2 separate regions of the Mus musculus genome follow, and region 2 is linked to region 1. A link is a contact called in public ChIA-PET data. All regions are on one chromosome and are shown on one strand. Each heading gives the region's core, a stretch centred on a gene start, on an enhancer-like site or on the middle of the called end of the contact. The rest is flanking DNA. Distances are from core to core; before and after follow the strand shown. Region 1 has its middle 40 kb from the start of Gm52540. Region 2 overlaps Gm46781 (a long non-coding RNA gene).

Region 1 (7,237 bases), core at 1,451-3,950:
ACAGAAGCACCCCGTACCATATTCATCTTGTTGAAGCTGAATCACACAACATGGTAGTTTTATTAAAATTCCAATTTATGTATGATATATAAGTAATCTTGAGTAACTGAGAGGTGTTTCAGAGAAAAACTACAAGTTTCCCAACAGCTTGTTCTGTACGGGGGGGGGGGGGAGGAAGGGGGCAGAAAAGAAAAGAAAAGAAAAAGAAAAAGAAAGAAAAAGAAAAAGAAAAAGAAAAAGAAAAAGATAAAGAAAAAGAAAAAGAACAAAGCCAGTTTTCAGAACAAGCAGGATGAGCTTCCCCGATGTTCCAGAAAGTTTCTACTCAGTGATTCCATCTCTTATGCAAACTGGGTGGCACATGATTTAATTTCAACTTATTAAGTCAATTACCTGAAAAATAGACACCAAATTACAATGTATACTGTTTTTTTCCCCACTCTATAGAGAATCAAAATGTCACAGGTAGGTGGGATACAACAGAATTTCAGAAGTTTTGTGCTTGTGAGTGTGATACATAATTTCCAGTGACTCATGGTACTTGTTGAGCTCAAGACTCCAACCTGGCTGACTCACCACACCAAGCCGAAGCTTCAAGACTTTCGAACTCTAACAAGACTTGACCTGAGTTATCTTGACCATCACACACCAGGCTGGGCTCTGCAGCGTTGAAATAAGCAACAGTGTTGCCAGATGATGTACTGAGTGCTACCCCATTACCCCCTTCGTCTCTCTGGCAGTAATGGAACGCTCTGCCTCCCTTTAAGATGGTTTTAAATGCAGCAGCTATTGTCAAGTCCTAATGAAAAAGTAGGGCTCTATTTTTCGTCTGTAATTTTGAAAATGGCTCCATTTCAGTTCTGAGAACATGTTCAGCATTTTGGATGGCTTAAGAATACCATGTTTCTTAAATTTGCTTTAGGAGCGATGTGAAGGTCTGGGGCTGAAAAGCCCAAATTCCTCTATTTGTTTCATTTCCTGTCCCTGCAGAGTCTGGGAGACTACACAATGAGCTTTTACTTGTGTGTCTATTCAACCAACAGAAAAATAGAGCCCTAAATAATTAAGGATGATTCACACTTACCAACTTGCAACAATATTCTACTTGCTAACTTGTGACACCTTGGAGAGAAGTCAGACCCTGTGGATTTATTTCTAAGTCCTATTCTGACCTGGAAGGTGGATGCTGTTTTTGGCCAGACAACTTCAAAGGAAGACCTTAAAGAAAAAGAGAGACACTAATACATCTGTTATACTCACAGACAGGTTTTCTCTGAGAAAATGTCAGTTCAGGGATCAGGAAATTTCCAGAAGGAAGCAAGCGTTTCCTCTGAACAGGCTGTTTTAGAGTCACTGAGGGATCTTATATAACCCTCCATTTTCTTGACTGGTACATCCTGAGTCCCTACTGTGTGCCATGAGATTACTGAACATTGTGAAAGATGACCTGTGGCTTTGTGGGCTTCTTCTTCCAGTAGGAAAGGCAGAGTCTTTATCCTAAAAGCCCTGGCAAGACTGAATGGCAGAGAGAGAGAGAGAGAGAGAGAGAGAGAGAGAGAGAGAGAGAGAGAGAGAGAGAGAGAGAGGCACTGAGCACAGTGGTATTCTTACCTAGGTTGTCTGCCTGCTGAGGATGTAAAGGGAGGAGGGATCTCACCTGGGTTGAGCAGTAAGACTTTCTCAGGAGGATGGACTGATGGACTGGCATCCACAGAAGCAGAGAATGTCTGTGCCTCTGCTAACCCCCTAGCTTCCCTTCTCCTGAAGTTGGGGGATGAAGTTGGGTTTAGAGTCTGGTGAGGATGTGGACTCAAGGCAGTGATGACGAAAAGACCACTGTGTGTCTCAGAATGTGTGCATAAAATATGTGGTCCTGAGCTTATTTGCATGGCTGTATGCACAGGCATGGGGTACCCAGAACTCCTCTGGGAGGTCTCAAATCTTCTTGCTGTTTGTGTGTTCTGTAAGTTAGTTTATAATGTGAATGTCACTCCTTTAGGTGGGGTGCAGCACACAACTTGAACATCCGCACAAAGCTTCCACACAGAACACCTCCACTGAGCTAGAGCAAAGTTGTGTGTGTCACAAGTGGAGGGAAACAGCGTGCGTCGCCCTGCTTCTCCTTAATTAGATGTCTGATTTCCCTAGCGATGTTAAATGTCAAAGGCAGTCTCAGCGTGTCCTGTTGCTCTTTAAGCCCCAAGTAAGGGCAGATGATTAATGAATATTCCAGAGTCACTGTGAATGCATAAAGAGTGGTACCCATATAGCCTCTGTTTGGATGGTCTGCTGCTGTTGAATGTCATTATCCTTCCTAAAGAGCTTTACTGTGGGTAGCTCATGGTTGTTATCCTCCTGCCTCAGCCTCTCTACTGCTGAGGCGGCAGGTATGGGCCACCACAACAGCCCCATTTATTTATTTTAAAACGAAATCTGGAACCTGGAGCCAGGGCTTCTAGGAGAAGCAGTGGGGTGGGACAGTGAGGTTCACTGGGTGTTCCTAGGAACTTCTGAGTAAGATTCGGAAGTCAGGGCACAAATCCTTCATTTATTCTTGTGTGTCCGGGAATGTGAAAGGCAGCCTCCAGTGTTGCTTCTCAGGCAAAGCTCTTCTCCACCACGCCCCTTGCCTGCCCCCAGCTGCTTGTTTGCTTTTTGAAACAACGTCTAGGTCATTGGCCTGGATTGAGTTAGGCTGGCTCCTGAGCAAGCTCCAAAGGCCTCCTCAGCACTGACACTGCAAAGTCAGCAACTGAGTTCCTACCAGCAGGCCTGGCTTTGCTATGTGGGTTTGTGGGTGGAGCTGAGGTTCTCCTGCTTATGTGGGAGGCAAGTTTCTAACTGACTTATCACCCCAGCCTCTGGTTGACTCTCCCAAGACTCAAAGGATGTAAGTCTCAGCAGATCACTACCCTAGACTAGAAAATGCCATGTTTTCTGACAGTCTAGAGAAATGTGGCCGCTCAAGGCATGTCTTGTCCATAGAGTGTGCTTTGTTCAGTCAGAGTACCATTTCCACAGGTCAGTAGTGATGTCAGATGGGACCCTGGCCTCCGAGGGACTTCCCCTGAGCTTGTCTTCACTGAACTGTGGTCCACAGGAGACAAGTCAACTCCAATAGCCAGTCTTAGAGCTTCATGGTAACTTAGTTTTAGGCAGCAGTGCCAAATCTTTGCTAAATCTGAATTTCGAATTTATTCTCCATCAGTAGACACAGTCAGCTACAAACTGAAATTTTATATTTCAACTTTAAGCTAAGGTATATACCTGCCAATTGAGAGTTAACAAACAAATTGACAACAACAGGAAGGAGATCTGATGAACTGAAACAGGAACCAACGAGTCATAGACCCACCAAAAGTGCTCAAATACTGTCCTTCAAAGTGGGTAAGGGCTGCAGGAACAGACAGTGTGGACCCCAGTGTACAGCTGGGTCCCTCCCGGGGACTCCTGCCTGCCTGCCTGTGCATCTGCTGTTAGCATACTGGACTCTCGTCACTGTGGTGAACAATTTTTCAGTGCATCTTTTTCTTGGAGCCTGCATTAGTTATTTTGTTTCTTTGTGAGAGAAAACCTGTCAGGAGCAACTTGCAGGAGGAAAGGTTTGCTGGGGCTGACTGGATCATGCTGTGAAGAGGTGGCGGCTGGGCCAGCTCTGTCTTTGGAGCTTGTGGAACATCATGTCCACATTCTGGCTGTTCAGAAAGCTTGAAACCTATCTTGGCTTTATGTGAAATGATAGCATCTTAAGCAATTATGCTACCAAATGGAAAATTGCATAAAACACAACACAAAATACTAGAATCCTCAAACACTACAAAACCCTAACCTGCAAAGATGAGAGTATTCTTTACTTTAATAGTGATGAGACTGTTTCGGAAATAAGACAGGAAATTAGCGATTAAGCAGATTAAGATTAGCTAGGCCCCCTTTGGCTGAGACTGATGATGTCAGTCTTGTTGTTACATCATTTCTAGATGGTGTCTCCACTCTGCACATCTCAAGATCAAGACGAGCTCTGCCCTGAGGAAATCTTGCCTCCAGGTATGGTCATACCCAAAAGTGGGAATTCAAAATCTCCTTGTTTGCCTAAACCAAGTCAGCAGACAGCCATGATTTTTCTATTCTTGCTACGATGCTTGTCTAAATGATGCATCGAGCTGGACGTCTCCCCTGAATTATTTCCCATTTTCTTGTAGTTTTCAAGAGGTTAAATTAATCTTATTTTATTTTTTTGTGCTGCTAAGGTTTGAACCCAGGGTCTTGACAAGCAGTAGGGAAACCATGCACCGCTGGGACACATTCCTATCCTTTTCCAAATATTTTATTTTGAGACAGAGCCTTCCTAAGTAGCTGAAGCTGGCTACAAACTTGCATCCTTGTGGATGCAGTCTTCTGAGAGTCAGCCACTCGGATACTTCCAGATAAACCCGACAATTATGTATTTCTTGGGAGTAGATAAATAATCCTTTCTTTTAAGGTAAAGGCTTGGGACCAACAAGATGGCTCAGCATGTAAAGGTGCCACCATGTCTGATGGCCTGAATTTGATGCCTGGGACCCACATGATGGAAGGAGAGAACCAGTCATTCAAGATTGCCAAATGTGCACCCACCATTCCCTCCCTCTCTCTGTCTCTTCCTCTCTTTCTCTCTCTCTCTCACACACTCACACACAAACTTTTAGATTTTTTTAGCTGTACTAAGTTTTATAAAAGCTTCTGCTATTTATTCTATAATTGTTACACACATACAAGGACAATAATGATTTCCTTGCCTCACTACTATTTGCCTGTTCTTCCATTTTTCTCCACCAAATATTTGGTGAACAGCAGCGTCTTCCTTTATGATATACTCTTCTCCATTGTCAATTTTCTCTGTGTCTTAGGGTTTCACAGCTGTGAAGAAACACTATGACCACAGCAATACCTATAAAGGGAAATATTTAAATGGGGCTGCCTTACAGTTTCAGAGGTTTAGTCCATTAGTGATGACAGGAAGCATGGCAGAGTGCAGGAAGATATGGTGCTAGAGAAGGAGCCGAGAGCTCCACACTGGGTATCACTTGAGCACATAAGACCTCAAAACTTGCCTTGCTCCCACAGTGACATATTTCTCCAGCAAGGTCACATTTCCTAATAGTGCACTCCCTTTGGAACCATTTTCTTTCAAACCACTATACCATGGAAATGTCAATTAGTTTATGTCCCTATGAAGTGACTTGGTTTGAATGTGTGGTCCAGGCAGTCATCAGACATGACCCTTCTGCCTGGCTTCCTTCACTTAGCTTTGTGCATTTTTCTGACTCATCCTCATTGCAGAGCATGTCTGACTTTCACAGCTTTTTAACTGAAGAATATTCCAACACATCACACACATACACCATAGTGCACACACCCCACGGTGCACACCCCCCCACGGTGCACACACCCCACAGTGCACACACCCCACAGTGCACCCCCCCAACAGTGCACACACCCCACGGTGCACACACCGCACAGTGCACACACCCCACGGTGCACACACCACACTGTGCACACACCACACTGTGCACACACCACACAGTGCACACACCACACTGTACACACACCACACAGTGCTTCACCCACTTCCTTCTGGGCTGCCATGAACAGAGCTGCTCTGACCATTCATTTTGGTCCCTGGGTTTGGTTGGTTCTTTTCGGATCCTTGGAGTAGAACAGAGCATAGTAGGTTCATTTTATATTTGATTGTTAAAGAATTGGCAATTGTCTTAGTCAGGGTTTCTATTCCTGCACAAACATCATGACCAAGAAGCAAGTTGGGGAGGAAAGGGTTTATTCAGCTTATATTTCCACATTGCTGTTCATCACCAAAGGAAGTCAGGACTGGAACTCAAGCAGGTCAGGAAGCAGGAGCTGATGCAGAGGCCATGGAGGGATGTTTCTTACTGGCTTGCTTCCCTGGCTTGCTCAGCCTGCTCTCTTATAGAACCAAGACTACCAGCCCAGAGATGGTCCCACCCACAAGGGGCCTTTCCCCCTTGATCACTAATTGAGAAAATGCCTTACAGCTGGATCTCATGGAGGCATTTCCTCAACTGAAGCTCCTTTTTCTGTGATAATTCTAGCTGTGTCAAATTGACACAAAACTAGCACAGCAATGTTTCTGAATTATTTTAAATTTCCTCTGACAACATGTAAGAGTTCTCTTTCTCTACTTTTCAACAAAATTACTACTTTTTGGCTTTTTTTTTTATGGTGACCCATCTCCTGTATCAATGTAGGCTGTTTGTTTGTGTAATTTTTTGTTTTATTTTTGGTGAATTTTTGCATCTGTATGTGTGTGTAGTATGCATGATGGTGGGTATATATGTGCATAACTGTATTCACATGTACATGAGTGTGTACATCTTAATGGTGTCACCAGGAGTCTCCCTCAATCACTCTCTCTACCTTATCCATCGAGATGGAGTCTCCCGATCAAATCCAGAGCACACTGATATCACTAGTCACACTGATTGATATCACTACTCACAGTGATATCACTAGTCACAGGGAAATCACTAGTCACAGTGATATCACTAATTACAGTAATATCAGTAGTCACACTGATATCACTAGTCACACTGATATCACTAGTCACACTGATATCACTAATCACACTGATATCACTAGTTACACTGATATCACTAGTCACACTGATATCACTATTCACACCAATATCACTAGTCACACTGATATCACTATTCACACCAATATCACTAATCACACCGATATCACTAGTCACACCGATATCACTAATCACACCGATATCACTAACACACCAATATTACTAGTCACAGTGATATCACTAGTCACACCAATATCACTAGTCACAGTGATATCACTAGTCACACCAATATCACTAGTCACAGTGATATCACTAGTCACACCAATACCACTAGTCACAGTGATATCACTAGTCACACCTGTGTCACTAGTCTAGCTAGCCAGCTTACTTAAGGGAATCCCATATCCTCCTCCCAGTTCCAGACAGGCTGCTAATACCCACCCAACGTTTATGTGGGTGCTGAGGATCTGAACTCAGGTCCTCTTGCTTGCATGGCAAGTGTTTTATCCACTGATCTATCTTCCCATCCCCCCACCATGGCTTTTTAACATGCATGTTCCCTCCAGCTTCCTTCTTAATGCTGACCTAGTATGTCTTTGGTGATGTATCATTCGTCGGCCGACTACTCTGATTGTGACCATCTAAGTA
Region 2 (7,046 bases), core at 2,223-4,722, 85 kb after region 1:
GAGAGAGGACTTTGTGATTTCTTTATGCACCTGGAGGTCTGGGGTGCAAGGCCAGGTGAAGGAAGGGCTCTGATGTTTATGCCTGGTCTCTTGTCTCCCAAGCATGATGGATGCCTCTTTCCAACACACGCAGTTGTTTCTGACACAACCCCCCACTCAGGGGCACACAAGAGCTCTGGAATCCAGGGGTTTCTGGGCCCCACCCCCATCCCCCCATCTTCCAGCACAGTCTCCAAGCCCTGAGGTGTGGAGCAATGTGTGAGCCTGCCTTCGCCTTGACCTGTTGATTTCCGACAAAGGCTGCCGGCCCTTCCTCCCTGGAGTGAGCAGTGACCCACACTTTGGGGGCCATATGGAATGGTCTTCCATCCAAGGGGCTTTGGGAAACCTCTTTCCCTAGTGGCCCCAAGCCGGGTAATCAGGAGCAATCAGATCCAGCTGTCCAGCTAATCTGTATGAAATAGGCTTCCTTCCTTGTAGAAATCAACAAAGTTTAAAATAGATGGGACTGTAATCGGAAACGAAGCTATAGAGTTGTATGTGATGTAACGGGCAGGGGTATCCGCATGGAAAATATGAAGTACAAATGACAGGATTTAGGACCATGGGAGCCAGGAAAAGCAATGACTTCCTTGCTTATTAAGCATGTTTATGGGTCGGAGGGTAGCTGAGTGGGACCATCACTTCCGGAAGTGAGACCTCCCAACGCAAAGAAGAGGAGAGTAACAAAGATGGGGAGAAAGAGGAGAGAGAGGGGGCTACTATGGAAAGGGAGAGGGGGGAGAAAGGGAGATAGGAAGTGAGGGAGAAAAAGAGAGAAACTGAGGAAGAGAGAGAGAGAGAGAGAGAGCATAATATACCGCACATGAAAAGAAGGAGCTGCGAGAAGCTCTGGATCCTGTGCAGTCAGAGATGAGTCAGTTGGCAAAAGCTCTATTTTTAGGTTTCCAACTCTGCTCTTGCAGTTTGCCTGGCATTAATTAATGTCACAGGCATGTTCCATACGAGGTTCTGAGGGGCCTTGGCGTGCGTGCTATTCAGACTGGAGGTGTTGGTCTTAAGCACAGATTCTCCGCAAGGCCTTTCAGGCTGGCCTCCGACAAAAGTCTGTCCAGACTCTTCTGCCCTCTGCCCTTGGCCTCTCCGGGTGTATCCGTTAGTGTCTTGGCTCTAGCCCTTCACAGCCTGGCCATTGGCCAAGGGAGAACTACAATGGTTATGCCTTGTTTTTCTTAAAGGAAAGGTTGTACAAGCTGAAATTAGTGTGTGGTTGGGGCCGGGGGCCGGGGGGATGTTGGGTCATGGCTTGGAATAAGAAAGAGAGGCCCTGGGGAACATTTCTAATACTTCAGGAAGAGGGGTACTGGCTCTGACAAGGTCATTTTTATCTCCCTCCCCCCTCAAAGCCTGATTCAGTTTCAAGAGTTAAGTCTGCTCTTCTGAAGAACTACATCAGAGCAGGAGGCCCCTGGCATGGGGCCATGTTTTCCAAGGAGAAGACAGAGGCAGTGGGCAGGTTGAGAATAGGCAGAAGTAAGAATGGATGGGCAGGAGCCATTCATGGTCTGAGGTAACTGCCTCAGTGTATTAACATCATCACAAGACCAATGAGAACACGGTAACCCATCTACCGTAGTCCTGTCTGAAGAGACAAACCACCCTTGTGTTCTCTTCAGTGATCTAGAATATTCTCCCACAGCTGGGACTGAGCCTGAACCGTCCATGGCCGTGACTTACATCAATGGAGGCCAGCACACAGGTTTCATCGGTGAATAAATGCCTTCTGGTTGGCCAATGCAAGGCTAGGTCTCAGATGAACTCATCAGAATAGCGTAAAAATAGCCCCACTGTGCTCAGAGGCATATGAGAGTTCCCTCTGTAGAGTGAAGAAATTGGGAGCACGGAGAAATTCCGATGATCATGGCCAGTTTTACATTCCCAGGCCCTGGGGGAGAATCTCCTTTTCTTAGACTACGAAGCCTCTCTGGATAATGGGCAAATCTGGTTGTGCGCCAGCAGGACACTGACTCAGGTGTGATGTGGTCACCTCCATTCTCCCTTGGCATTCAGATGATTGCATCAAGGACCGTGAGCTATATCACTGTAGATTCATAGGCCTGAGTGTGTTTTAGCCCCTACACACCTCAAGTTCCCTGGCCACTTTCTTTCAGTCCTCCTCTGAAGCACCTTCGACCTAGGAGAAGGGGGCTAGATGGATGCTATAGGCGGGGCACACTGTTCATGAGGGACAGATGCGAAGGACAGGTCTCCATTAGTTATGAAATCCTCTGGTCCCTTCTAGGCTAGCCATACTTGAACCACAGGTACACAGTTACATCTTGGTGAAGCCAAGAGGAAAATGGTTTTTCGAGGTGCCTGGCCTCTGTTGGAGGTCTGACCATAGCATGCCATTAGCAACCTGTGAGAGCCCAAGGGGTTACTTCAGTGCCCCAGCTGCTGTGGATGCTTAGGGTTTAACCATTCACATGGAAGCAGACATGGTGGAAACATATGTTCCCAGAAGGAAGATCTGTCTCATGAAGGTGGTGGGGGCAGGGAAAAGTGATGCCTTGTGTTACGTCATCTTTGCAACTTGCCCGAAGGGTGGGGCCTGCCCAGTGCTACTTTATGGGAAGAATGTGGAGTCTTGTGTTTTAAGTTTTGGATTTTTATCTCTCAATACACTCCATGATCTATCCTCTGGTCTTACCGTACAATTCCTCTTCTTCACAAATCTCGAAGGAAACTGTCACTCTTGGGTGAGCCACATGTTTTCTAATAGTGTCCCTGTTCCCCAGGGTGAAAAGCTTGTCCTGGCAAAGCCCTTAGATGCAGAGCTCTCCCTAGTTACCACACATGGCTCATAGGCAAGCTTGACGGGCGTTCTCTAGTCTTTCCTGGTTCTCAGGTAGCCTAGGATGGTCCGGAACGTGCTACATAGTTGAGAATGACCTAGACAGTCTGATCTTCCTGCTGCCACCTTCTGATGGTGGGATGACAGGTGTGCTATGCACTCTGCAGATCACAAACCCAGGGCCTGATGCATGCTAGACAAGCGCTCTACCAACTGAGCCACACTTCCATCCCTGGCTCCTTCAGTCATGGCTCTGAGGAGCCAGTAGAACTGGGGCTTAACCTCAGATGCTGAGCTCTGCCCCATCCTGCATGGTGCCTAGCTTAGATAAAGACTTAAAGACTGTAATGGAGTAAGTCTAGCATCATACCGAATATGAATCAAGGAAAGCAGAATGCAGCCTGACGGAGAGCTCTCTGTAGATAACCATGGGGCTGGATTCCTGCTCCAGCCCCTGGACTGACACAGCCTGGCCCACATGCAGCCCCCTTCCACCACCAGCCCTCCCGCCCCAAGCTGTAGCCCCTGCCACAGCTTGCCTCTTCCTCTGTGACCTGCCACAGGCCTCACATCCTGTGAGGAGGCCCTAGAAACCAGTTCTGTTGATGAAAACACTCGCGCTCTTCACCACAGGAAGCATGGGCCTCACGTTCACAGTGATAACCGCCCAGTCTCTTCACAGAGAGTAGAGGGGAGCACAGACTAGCTTTGTACCTAGATTAGGAAGCATGTGTTCCCTCCCCTCCCCCTCAACAATTCTCAATTCACCTCACATGAAGCCTCCTGCCCCCCCTGCTTCCTATCCGAGAGTAGGAAGCAGGACATTTGGGAAACAGAGACCATGTCCCCCAGAGCTTTGTAAGAACAGTAAGAAAACAGGATATTAGTAATGACAGGAGCCCCCTGGCCTCGGCCCCAGGTAAGGCGTTTAGATAAAAATCTAGGACACCCGGCTAAATTTTAAATTTCAATTAAACAGTGACTATTGTCTTGATACAAGAAGGTCGTATAGAAGCAGTTCTTCCTAAAACACTACTCAACTGTTCCCAGGAAATATCAATTTAACTAAGAGTCCTGTAGTTTTGAGTTTGTGACAACTAGTCACTGAGGCCTAGGGAACCGACTTCTTCACCCAGAGGCCGTTCTGAGCCCTGTGCTGCAAATCAAGAGCTCCCTCCATGCAAGCAATACTTCACTCTGGACATTTTACATCGGGAGTTTTTGTACAGAGCTGTCTTGGTATGCATTGTCCAGAGGAGAAACTGAGGCTGTGAGGCTGTGCGAGTTGCTGAAGTGATCTGATCTGATCTGCCAGCTCCTAGACCGTCTCCATGCGTAGTACTCACTGGCAGTGGGTGGGCGAGCGGCGGCGCCAACTTCAGAGAGGCAGTAATAACAGGTTAGCTTGGGAAAGCTCTGTGCAGAGATGGGAAGGGTTGTGTCAACACATGCAAATTATATGCAAATACACTTGGCCCTCCTGGCAGGCTCACCTAGGTGGGAGATCCATGAGCAGTCCCCCATTGCCCATGGGCTTCTAACAGGGGCAAGGGTAACAGGTTGATAGCCCCTTGTGTTCCCAGCGCACGTGGGCTGGGGTGAGTGCACACCCGAGTTCTCGTGTTCTCTCTTCTCGGATGTGGATGTGAGGGGGCTGGTGTGGAGGTGGATACATGAGGCTATGGGGCGTGGTGATGTGTGCGTGACCTGCCACCTTGATCTGTGTATTCCCAGCAAGCCACAGGGCTCCTGTCTCCTCAGATAACCTCCTCCAAAGCTTTGGTGTTGCTCTATGGAGAGAAGGAAGCATCCCCTTGGGACTGTGTCTACTGAGATGCCCTAGGACCAGAGAGAGTCCTTGGAGGATAATCCTTTTCTCAACAATACTACAATTAGCATTGATGCTATACCTGGCCCTGCGGCTAATGCTGTGTACTTAATTATCCAGGCCTGGGGTTTGTGTTGCCCTGAGGAAATTCAGTGGGTAGGTAGAGTCACTTGACCACACTTAATGGCAAAGTAAGCAGAGAACAAGTCCACAGCTGCTCCATGTTGGCCAGGTATCTTACCAGGAGCAGAAGAGTAAGCCATGCTGCATCCCGGTATGGACTCCCCACAGAAAGAAGATTCCATTGGGAGTTTATGTTAGTTGTGACAAAGGTTTTGTGCTTTTAGAGTTGGCATAGTGTGTTGGGAGATATTCTCCTGGGCAGGAGGCTGGGCTGAGGAGACAGCCAGGAGAGTAGCCTTCCTGGCTTTTCCACCTGGAAGTATGGGGGAAGGTCTCCACCAAAAGTCAACCTTACTTTTCTGAAAGTAAGAAAATGAGCCATGAAGCCTGAACCCATACTCTTCCTTGCTGAACCCTTGCTGGCTGGTTTAGGGCAAATGACTTTACAACTGTGGGCTTCCTGTCTTCATTTGTGAAATGATATATTTGGTAAGGTGCTTCTGTCCCACGTAGAGGTCTCACAGGCATATCATTAGCTGGTCATACTTATTAGTGTATCGATAAAAAGGGTGTCTCTCTCCTTTGAAGATCTTAGAACCAATCTAAGTCCACTGCGACACAAGTCAGGTAAGGATTCACCTAAGAAGCTATCACAGATGTGATGTTGGTAGAGTTTGGGATATGGAAAAACTTCTAGCTGGAAGAGAATGCTTAGGGCCTTGAGGAAGTGGCCCTTGGGTTCCACCATGTGTGTGTGTGGGGGGGGGGTAGGCTTTGACTATGTGAATTAAGAAAAGAATGGTAGTTCCAGGTAAAAGGGACAACATACAATTGGGAAGGAGAATGTGTAAGAGGACAAACCACTGTTTGACTGGAAAGTCCACTTATCCATTCACCCATCCATTTACCCAGGTATCCATTCAGTTATTCACTCACTTATCCAGTCATCCATCCATCTACCCATCCCATAATCTACTCATCCAACCATCCATCATTTACATACCCCTCTATCATCCATCCATCCTTCCACCCACCCACCTTTCCATTCATGCATCTACCCAATAACACATCCTCGTCTGGTCATGAGTGTGGAATAGGTAAGAGATGCTGCCCCATGGAAACTAAGTAACAACACATTTAATAATCACCACTGTGATGGGGACCTGGGAACCTGAGGTGGCTGAAGCAGCCGCTAGAGCTTCAGATTCCCAACCTGTGGGGCATGACCTCTTTGAGGGTGGTCACTAATCAGATACCCTGTGTGTCAGATATTTATACTACAATACATAGCAATAGCAAAATTACAGTTATGGAGTAGCAATGAGGCAATTTTATAGTTAGCGGTCACCACAACATGAGGAACTGTATGAGAAGGTCAGTGGCACCAAGGTTGAGAACTGCTGACTCAGGACTTTCCTAAAGATGTCAAAGGTCAGCAAGAGATGATGAGGAATGGGAAGAGCATTCCAGGCCACAAGTGTGGCTCTCTGGGGACCCTGACACAGGCAGGAGTTCAAGAACCTAGAGGCCAGGATATGGCTTTGCTATAGATGACAAGAAAAATGGATGGGGGGGGGGCAAGTGAAGGGAGCAAACATAGGACCTTATGGACCAGGGGACATCACTGTATCCCAGAGCAAGAGGGCTGTTGATGTTTCCCAGGAGAGAGATGTAACGTTGTGTTTGAATGAGCTTTCTCTTTGCTTCTGAGGGGAGAGGCAGGTGCCCTGAACACTTTGACCAAAACCTCACTTGGCTCCCAGCACCTCTCAGTCTGGTGTCCTCAGACTCAACAGACATCGTCTTGGACCAACTCTCTTTCTAAGCTCTCTGACCCACTTGGCTCTGAGCTGCCTTTGCTTCAGAGAACACGTGTATTGGCTCTGGCCACCTAGCTCTGAGTTCATTCTATTTGAGCCAAATCTCAAGGAACTTCACCTAAAGGGAACAGGAAGTCCACAAGATATGAAACATGCTCAAGACCTACTGCCTGACTTTCAGGAAGGTCGGAGGCAGAATTTAGTCTGGCCCTCTCTACTGGGCTGGGTGTATCCTCCTAGGGTAGATCCCTGAGGAGTGAGAGGCTTGGCACAAGCAGTGGATTGCTTCATGGAGAGTGGACACACTAAGGCATCTAAGGTGAAATGCTTACTTGTGCTACACTGGCTGGCTTGTCTGGGTTGCCCATAGCCAAGATCTCTGGTCATGAGGCTGAAAGAGTGAGCTTGATTCTCCCCTGGG

What was found. ChIA-PET counts read pairs in DNA pulled down with a chosen protein or histone mark.
Region 2: an RNA polymerase II ChIA-PET map of memory CD8 T cells shows a contact between it and region 1, with 102 read pairs. The contact joins two enhancer-like sites. A contact is called at or near these places in 1 of 15 datasets of contacts at CTCF or cohesin (CD8 T cells), 4 of 484 Hi-C or Micro-C datasets (CD4 T cells, CD8 T cells, cerebral cortex and 1 more) and 2 of 115 datasets of contacts at active chromatin or transcription factors (effector CD8 T cells and memory CD8 T cells).

The regions. Positions count from the first base shown.
Region 1 is chr2:174,514,556-174,521,792 of GRCm38.p6, forward strand. No RefSeq gene overlaps it. Among named protein-coding and RNA genes, the nearest start is that of Gm52540, 40 kb to the left of the region's middle. Within about 2 kb of position 2,701, at least 34 of the 459 cell types and tissues checked have an H3K27ac peak or open chromatin away from gene starts, as enhancers often do. A contact at or near this core is called in CD8 T cells, effector CD8 T cells and memory CD8 T cells, where this site is marked.
Region 2 is chr2:174,599,004-174,606,049 of GRCm38.p6, forward strand. Gm46781 (a long non-coding RNA gene) reads right to left here. Exons shown (of 2, transcript XR_003953979.1): 1 at 6,958-7,046; 2 at 3,809-4,270. It also overlaps a transcript of Zfp831 not described here. Among named protein-coding and RNA genes, the nearest start is that of Gm46781, 4.5 kb to the right of the region's middle. Within about 2 kb of position 3,473, at least 105 of the 459 cell types and tissues checked have an H3K27ac peak or open chromatin away from gene starts, as enhancers often do. A contact at or near this core is called in CD8 T cells, effector CD8 T cells and memory CD8 T cells, where this site is marked.